Regions from separate parts of the Sus scrofa genome. Here region 1 is linked to region 2. The links are chromatin contacts, called in public HiChIP or PLAC-seq maps. All regions are on one chromosome and are shown on one strand. The core of a region is the stretch at or near the end of the contact, and the rest is flanking DNA. Distances in the headings are between cores, read along the strand shown.

Evidence for each region. HiChIP or PLAC-seq counts read pairs in DNA pulled down with a chosen protein or histone mark.
Region 1: an H3K27ac HiChIP or PLAC-seq map of alveolar macrophages shows a contact between it and region 2. The contact joins the promoter of FAM120A here to the promoter of NINJ1 in region 2. A contact is called at or near these places in 2 of 5 promoter capture datasets (fetal liver and liver), 1 of 47 Hi-C or Micro-C datasets (liver) and 2 of 2 datasets of contacts at active chromatin or transcription factors (alveolar macrophages and skeletal muscle).

What each region holds. Positions count from the first base shown.
Region 1 is chr3:42,860,127-42,864,329 of Sscrofa11.1, forward strand. FAM120A (constitutive coactivator of PPAR-gamma-like protein 1) reads left to right here and starts at 1,468. Exons shown (of 19, transcript XM_021088177.1): 1 at 1,468-2,005. The coding sequence starts at 1,532. It overlaps LOC102158199 (a long non-coding RNA gene), which reads right to left and starts at 1,235. Exons shown (of 2, transcript XR_302257.2): 1 at 544-1,235.
Region 2 is chr3:42,670,618-42,675,084 of Sscrofa11.1, forward strand. NINJ1 (ninjurin-1) reads right to left here and starts at 2,213. Exons shown (of 4, transcript XM_021088145.1): 1 at 2,051-2,213. The coding sequence starts at 2,125.

The DNA.
Region 1 (4,203 bases), core at 218-2,717, 190 kb after region 2:
GACACTAAGGCCACTGGTCTACTACATTATAGAGTGTCTGCTATTTCAGGGTCTGGTCCATGAAACCTGTCACTGGTGGGAAAATGATAAAGGGGAGCCTCAGGTAGTGAAACCACTTTGAGGGGGTCAGAGTCAGAACTACCTGTTAAGGAACTCTATCTACTCCCTAAAAGGGAGCTCCAGTGAGGGTCTCCGCTTACAACGCAGCCCTATTTCTCCCAGAAAAGCAGTAATCCCAGCGAGTCGTGGGGTCAATCTGCCACCTTTCTAACTTTCTCAGAATTAGGACTCCACTCCTTATGAACAACTGCAAGTCTGGAGAGTTATTTTCTAAGTTAATTAAAGATACCAATGCGATTAAAGCTGAGAGAGCAGGAGATCATTTCTAAAACTTGGTGACTACACCCAGCACACAGTCTAGTTCCTTTCTCCATTTGGGACAAATGGCTTCTGCTCACCATCCTCCCTCCCAGATGCACCCCGACGTCTACTGCCTGCCTACTCTTCAGTCTGCAGCCACCTCCGCCAGGGCACCGGTCCCACCTTTGGGTGACTGCCCCTGGGACCAGGACGAGACTCTTGGGGTGGCCACACCCCAGGGATGAGACCTCCTCTGGTGACCGTCTCTCAAGGGACTGGATGTGGCTTCCTTGAGGGGATGATACCCCAAGGTCAGGCTGAGGTCTCCTCGGGGTGACCAGCTCCTGGGGATGGACGCGGATTCCTCAGGTGACTGACTCCTGGAGACGGGAAGGGGCCTTCTCTGGGTGACCAGTCCACGGGGGCGCGAGAGGGCCTCCTTGGAATGACCGGCGCAGGGGATGACAATGGGGCTTTCTTATGGCCATCGGCGACGGGCCGGGCCTCCTCCTCGAGGCGACCAGCTTTCAGGATGAGAACTCTTCAGGGTGATCGGATCCCGAGGACACAACGTGGCCTCCTCGGGGTGAGCGGTTCGCAGCGGGGCCGGGAAAGGGATTGTCCGACTGGCTTCCGCGGACAAGACCGTCTGGGGTGACCGTACCCCAGGGATGCGAGGAGGCTTCCCCGGTGACAGCTCTAGGGGTCATAAAGCGGAGGAGGTGAGGCCGCCGCCCCGAGGCCTCCCGGAAGCTCGCGCAGACCCCGCGCACCGCCTGGGCCGGGCGCCCCTCCCGCGGGCCGGGGATCGTGTGGGTAGGGGTCTCAGGCTCCGGCTGCCCGCCCCGCCCCGCGGCACCGCCTCTTCCGCCGGCCCGCGGACGTCAGCCGTCGCCGCCCCGCCCCGCCCCGCCCCGCCGCTGCCGCCGCCGCCGCCCGCGCGAGGCCGCCTCCGCCTGGCCTGGGCCTGGAGCGGCGCACGGCGCAGGTCCCTCCCCGCCATGGCCCTGGGAGGCGGCAGCACATGGCGGCCGCAGCGGCCATGAGCGCGCCCGCGGCCCGGCCCGGCCCCCCCTAGAGCCCGCCCCCGGCCCCGGCCCCGGCTCGCGCCACGGCCCCGCCGCCCCCGGCCCCGCCGCCCCGCCGCCCCGCGCCCGCCGCCGCCGCCGCCATGGGCGTGCAGGGCTTCCAGGACTACATCGAGAAGCACTGCCCGAGCGCCGTGGTGCCGGTGGAGCTGCAGAAGCTGGCCCGGGGCAGCCTGGTGGGCGGCGGGCGGCAGCGGCCCCCGCACACGCCGCTGCGCCTGCTGGTGGACGCCGACAACTGCCTGCACCGCCTCTACGGCGGCTTCTACACCGACTGGGTGAGCGGCGGCCAGTGGAACCACATGCTCGGCTACCTGGCCGCGCTAGCCAAGGCCTGCTTCGGCGGCAACATCGAGCTCTTCGTCTTCTTCAACGGCGCGCTCGAGAAGGCGCGGCTGCACGAATGGGTCAAGCGGCAGGGCAACGAGCGCCAGACGGCGCAGCAGATCGTCAGCCATGTCCAGAACAAGGGCACCCCGCCGCCCAAGGTCTGGTTCCTGCCACCCGTCTGCATGGCGCACTGCATCCGCCTGGCGCTCATCCGCTTCCACGTCAAGGTGCGGCCCGCTGAGAGGGCGGGCGGGCTGGCCGGGGTCGGTAGGGGCCGACGGGCCGGCCAGGGGCAGGGTTGGAAGCCCGGGCCGGCCGGGGTCGCTTCAATTCAGGGTCAGGGTGGGCCGGGATCTGGAGTCCGCGGTCAGAGTTGGACTGGAGTCTGGAGTGGGCGGGTGGTCTGGGGTCCGGGCCTGGGTCTGAGTCTGGAGCCCGGGGCCGAGTCCGAGTCTGGAATCTGCGTTTGGGCCGGGGTTGGGATCTGGGGTCTCTGCGGGCCAGGAGCTGAAGTTGGAGCCGGGCTGGGGCCGGGGCCCCGGTGGGGGTCTGGGCCCCGGGGACCGCAGGTTCCTCTCCCCTCCTGGTCTGTCTGACGGACCTGCTGCAAAATGGACGCGCGGCCTGGAGTCCGGCCGGCGGCTGCGAGTGCCCGGGATCTGGGGGCCTGGGTTGCCCCAGGCGGTAGCTGCAAGCTCGGAGGGCACAGTGCCGCCCTTGCTGAGATCCCGCGTATTCCTCCACTCTTTAAAGCTCCTAACGTCAACTTTCATGAGACATTCGTTTTCGAATTTCGCAAGACTTGAACAGCAACAGGTTTTTTTGTGGGAGCAGGTGGGCTGGCTGGCAACAGGAAGGGGTCTCCATCCATTGAGGGTGGATTGAAGTTCTGCCTACTGCGGTCACTCCGGCTCAGCTGGGGGCAGTGACCTGGGCAAGGCCTGAGGAATTGGTCTCTTCTTGAGAACTCAGGCCTGGGTCCAGGTTCCCTGTAAGATGGTAGTTTTTCGAGAAATTGGTTTTTGTGTGCATTAGATTTCAAAGAGCCATAAAGTTTGACATGGAATTCTGTTAGTTCTGTACTGAGAGTCTGCGTGAAAAAGTCTTTGGTTCTGTGTATGTGATGTGAAACGAGTAGCTTAAAAGTCAGGGCGAAGAGAATGTGAATCAGAGTTTCCAGGATTTATTTCTCTGCACAGTGAAGAGTCTGCCACTTTGGGCTGTGCACTCAGGTAATCAGAGCTTCGACTGTCCAGCACTCTGCTGTCCATTTGGCAGAAGGCTCCTCCCTGAACTCAGGCCAAGGAGTGCTTCAGGACCCAGCAGTGATGGCAGAGATTACATGCAAATCAATGACCCTTGACTTGAGTTTCGATTGCTTCCTTTTCCACAGTGGTTCTTTTAAAAATTTTGGGGGGGGCTGTTTTGGTTTTCTGACTGCTGCCACTCTGCCTTCCAATGTGTTTGTCCTTCCTTTATTTCTGCTTGAAACTGTGCCTGATCCCAAAGTTTGTGAAATTCGAACTTCCTGACTGCTCTGCCTGTGCTGAGATGGTGGGGGTTAAGCCTAAAGTGATAGCGGAAGTCCCACCCGCCTCCTGTTGCAATTGGTGACAGGGCTGCTAAGTCTGCCGGTTGAGGCTGCTGCGAGAGCGTGGATTGGCCTGTGAGTGTGGCAGAGACCTAGCCTGCGTCCCTGGGGAAGTTCGGGTGAGAGCCGGGGACTGCCGCTGCTCTGCCCTGGAGCCTGTGCTCCCTGGAAAGTAAAACAGTACTGATTCCCAGGTGTGGTCCACCTTCAGATGATACCTTAAGAGGGTTAACAGTTGTCCAGAGATGGAAATTACTATTGAAAAGACTACGAGCTGTCTAGTAACGTGGCTTTCAGAAGAACACCTGAAATATTACTTAGGATTAGATTCAGTGTGTATACATGGTCGCTGTATCTGTTGAAAGGATGGCTGAATTCTTTTTTTTTTTTTTTTTTTTAATCTTTCCTAGGGCTGCTCCCTCGGCATATGGAGGTTCCCAGGCTAGGGATCTAACCTGAGCTGTAGCCGCCGGCCGATGCCAGAGCCACAGCAACGCGGGATCCAAGCCACGTCTGCAACCTACACCACAGCTCACAGCAACGCCGGATCCCCAACCCACTGAACAATGCCAGGGATCAAACCCGCAACCTCATCGTTCCTAGTTGGATTTGTCAACCACTGAGCCACGACGGGAACTCCCTGAATTCTTTTTTCATTGTAAAATTAGATTGTAAAATTTCTTGATATTTGTGCCTCTGCTCACTGCTCACTTTTACCTACTAAGTGCTCAGAATTTTGACCAGATCTTCCACTTAGGTTTCTGAATTCAAGGTAATTTTGTCTACAATTATTTTGCTTCAGATAGGCTTTTAACTTCTGATGTAGAATTACAA
Region 2 (4,467 bases), core at 963-3,462:
GGCACCACTCTCACACCATTTCACAGATAAGAAACTGAGGCACAGAGTGATGTGCCCAAGAACACACTGAGACAGGTCCTGAGGGTGGGGAGGGAGAGGAGGGGGGAAGGCAGAGGATGGAAAGCAATGTCGGGTGGGCCTGGGCCCCAGGCAGGGTGAGCAGAGTGACCTTTAGGACTGACACCCCCCCCCCCCCCCGCCGCCAGAGCTTCCCTGTCTGTGATTAGAGACCCCCTGGAAGAATGTATCCCATTCATGTAAGCCTCTGAAGCCCGTAAGGTCTGACCTCCCATATTACCTCTTCACCAGCTCCCATGTGCTTGGTGGTCCAGCCCCCCAGGGACACCCCTGCCTGGGACTCCCTGCCACACATCATGGGATGGGGGCCATACCTCCACCCCATTCCAGTCCTCCAGGGCTCAGCACCAATGTCTCTCCTGATGGGTAAGCCTTCCTGACCCCACTCCCACCTGCCATTACGACCAGCCCCTGGGAGTCTGTCACTTTGGCTCTGGCTTCCCTATCTGAGCTGGTCTCGGCTCTCAGACCAAGTCTGAGCAGTACACGGTGGCATTGCCTGCAGCTGGTCCCAAAGCCAATGCAGTGATTCCTGAGCACACCCATCCTGCTTGCCAAGGCCAAGATGAGCAGATGAGGCTTGGAGTGAAAGTGCAGCCAAAGGCTGGGAGGTGAGCTGAATCCTTCCCTTTCAAACCAGCATCCCAGCCATGTGTTACCTGATGTGCTCTTCCCACTTCCCCAAATGTAGGCAGGGGTCATTTGTTCTCCCTTTTCAGATCATGGGTAGGAGACAGAACAGAGAGGTGAAGCAGCCTCCCCAAGGGCACACAGCCCACTGCTCCAAAGTGCTCACCAGCCAGGGCAGGCCACAGAGGTTGGGGTGGGGGAGGCTCTTCTCAGTCCCCAGTTTCCTCATCTCCAACCTAGGGACAACCCAGGGGCTGTGAGACGTTACTGAAGAGCTAGCAAGATAGCTGGGGCCCTGGAAAGGCTCCTCCAAGGATGGAGAAGAGTGGAAAGGATTACCGATGGGGGGCCAGGGGCATCGGGGAGTCCCACTCTGCAGTCTAGGGCCTTGCCTCACAGGTTCTCCCCTCACCCCCTAAATGTGGCCTGTGACTGCAACATCATCTAGGACTGGTCACCTACACCTGGGCAGTGCCAGTCTCTGTCTGCCTTAGTCTGGCTTACTTGGCTGAGAGGCCACCATCCCTGCCCCCATCCCCAGGGGGTCAGAAATTGAAAGAATGTCCAAAGTCAACAAGTTACCGGAGGGCAGTATGCAGAACTGCGCCACAGAGGCCTTCGGGAAGCACTGGTCCCAGGCAAAGCCGGTCAGGAACTGATACTCCGGGGCTGCCCTAGCAGTGAGACAGGACCCCAGGGCGGGAGAGTATTAGCTCTAATATGGGACCTCTGCCAGGGCCTGCCCCATGTCCACAGCCAGCAGGGCAGGCTCTGGGCAGCCTGAGGATCTGGGGGTGGAGAGAGGAGACGGTACCACAGCGACCACAAGTTCTCCATCAGGGCACGCACAGGATTGTGCAGTCACCGTGGACACCGTGGGTGACGTAACTGTCTGCCCACTGATGGCCAGGGGCCCAGAAGCCGGGATCCTCTCCGCCCAGTCCCGGCGCGCGGCGAACGGGAGATGCAGAATTGGAAGGCAGTGTGGGAGCCGGGAAGTCAGGGGCCAAGGCAGGAAGGCAGTGGAAGGTGGTGCCCAGGCCTTTCGGCTAAGAAGTTCAGAGTGGGCGCTACCCGCCCCCGGCTGCGAATCGCAGCCCCCCAACCCGCCCGCGCCCCTGCTCACATGCCGGGGCGGCAGGATTCCCAGGACCACCGCTGGGCCCCAATCGCGTGGGTAGGGGGCGGGACTCACCCGGCGTGGCGGCCACAGCCACGCTTAGCGCAGCCGCCGCGTAGCAGCCTGTTGGCGCCCCTAGGTGCCTGGAATCCCGGGTGCGGGGCCCAGAGTGGGAGGGCGCGGGCCGAGGTCGCGAAGCGGCGCGGGGTGAGGGGTACTTACCGAGGCGTCTGGGGAGCTGGGCGAGACCGGACGCAGGTCGCCGTTGAGCTCATAATCTTCGAGGCGTGAGTCCATGGTGCGGCGATAGAGTAGCCTCACTCTGGGCCTTCGCGCGGCTTCCTGCAGCCGCGGACCCTCTGCTGCGAGCCCGCCCCCGGCCCGCCCCCGGCCCGCCCCGGAACCGCCTCCTCGGCCAGCCCCGCGGGTGCAGCCTCGCTCACACTCCGCCCCCAGCCGGGGCCTGAAGACCCGGCCAGCGGGACACCGAGGCGTGAGTCCATGGTGCGGCGATAGAGTAGCCTGGCTCCGGGCCTCCATTCACCGTGGAGCGCAGGAGCAGGAGACCCCGGCCTGGGTTTCTACTCTCGGAAGCCCCCTACTTCGCCTGTTGGTGGGCAACGGACGTCCCTCCGTGCTCTTGTCACTTTTTGTTTTTATATAATGATTTTTTTTTCTTTTTTTACATTGTAGCTGGTTTACAGTGTTCTGTCAATTTTCTACTGCACAGCATGGTGACCCATATATGTATACATTCTTTTTTCTGACATTATCATGAACCATCATAGGTGACCAGCAGGAATTGCCCTCCTGTCGCAGCGGAAGCGAATCCGACTAGGAAACATGAAGTTGAGGGTTGGATCCCTGGCCTCGCTCAGAGGGTTAAGGCATTGCCATGAGCTGTGGTGTAGGTCGCAGGTGCGGCTCTGATCCCGTGTTGCTGTGGCTGTGGTGTAGGCCGGCAGCTACAGCTCCGATTTGACCCCTAGCCTGGGAACATCCATATGCCGTGGGTGTGGCCCTTAAAGGACAAACAACAACAACAACAAAGTGACCATAGTTCCCAGTGCTACACAGCAGGATCTTGTCACTTTTAATCCTTAAAGCGAGGGAAAAATCCTTTCCCCAGCTACTTCACTAACTGCCTGGCGCGCCAGTTAGGTAGGGTGTTATTGCCCAGCGAGACTCACCCTGGGGGCCCCGGTGAGGATCTCACCAATACCTCTCCCGCCCCGCAGAAGAAACCTGGGTCAATAAGTTGTCTGGGCCCAACTCACTCTGAGCCTGCGAGCTTTCTCGGCCAGGAAATGGGTGTGTGAAGGCTTCTGACAGGAGCAGAGGGAAGGGGAAGGCAGAGAAGGATCACCGCAGGTTGGGCCCACTTTGTGCCAGTACCCTCTCCGCGCCTCATGAAGCAGCCTCTGTGTCTTCAGGCGGGAGGCAGGGCCCCCTTGCTTGGGGCAGCACCCTGTGCCAGAGCCAACCGCTCAACCTAGCCAGAGCGTGTTGGTTCCTCCAGCCCTTGGCTCAGTCGGCCCTTGTTCCCCAGGACCCGGGCCTTTCCCAGAAGCCAGATTGGTGGGGAGGGGACAGGCGTTATCTCCCTCGGAGGGTATGTGTACGTCCAGGCCCCTGTGTTCCGTCATGTTCTGTCCTGACCCTGACGCAGCCCTCAGGCCTGGCTGATTTTCACTCTTCCTAGTTGCACCCGCCCCCAGCCCCTCTCAAGGGAGAGCAACCAGCCCCCTCCATCCTTCCAGCCACCTTGGGGAGGTGCAGTGGCCTCTGTCAGAGCTCTGTTTCCTGGCTGCTGTAGGACCCTATGACCCTGAACTGCCATTAGAAGCTGTGTGACCTTAGGCAGGTGGCTTGACCTCCCTGTGAGTCAGCTTCCCCATCTGTGAGGGGGAGGTCCTGCTTTTAGCACAGGCATTTGACCAAGGCCATGTGGGCATGAATTTAACCCCTCCTTATAAACCAACGATCACAGGGGGTAAGCAGCAGTGCTCAAGGTCAGAAAGTGGTAAGTGACATTGGCCTGGAGCTGGAGGCTCATTCATTCATTCATTCATCCAGTAACCACAGAGCACCTGCTGTATGCCAGGCCCTGTCCTAAGTGCTATGAGCAGATGGGAGATAGCATGGGGCAGCCCTGCATGGGACCAGGTGCATCACCTTTTGTCTTACAGCCCTGGGAAGCTGTAAGACAAAAGGAGACTCCTGGGGAGACTGTGGTCCTGTGGACAGTAGACGGATGCTCTCCTGGCAGATGTACCTGCCAGCAGGTAGGCACCTATGGGCGTTGGAACCTAGTGCCTGCCTCACCCTGGGGCCTCCTTGTCCCCCCACCCAGTGTGGAGTTTCTTGCTTTCTTCCTTCCTTTTTTCTTTCTTCCTTCCTTTTTTCTTTCTTTCTTTCTTTCTTTCTTTCTTTCTTTCTTTCTTTCTTTCTTTCTTTCTTTCTTTCTTTCTTTCCTTCCTTCCTTCCTTCCTTTCTTCCTTTCCTTTTCAGCCACCCCACAGCATATGGAGATGTGGCAGCACCACATCCTTTAAGCCATTGTGCCAAGCAGGGATCAAACCTGCGTCCAGGCACTGCCCATCCTCTTGCGCCACAGTGGGAACTCCATAGGGGGGGTT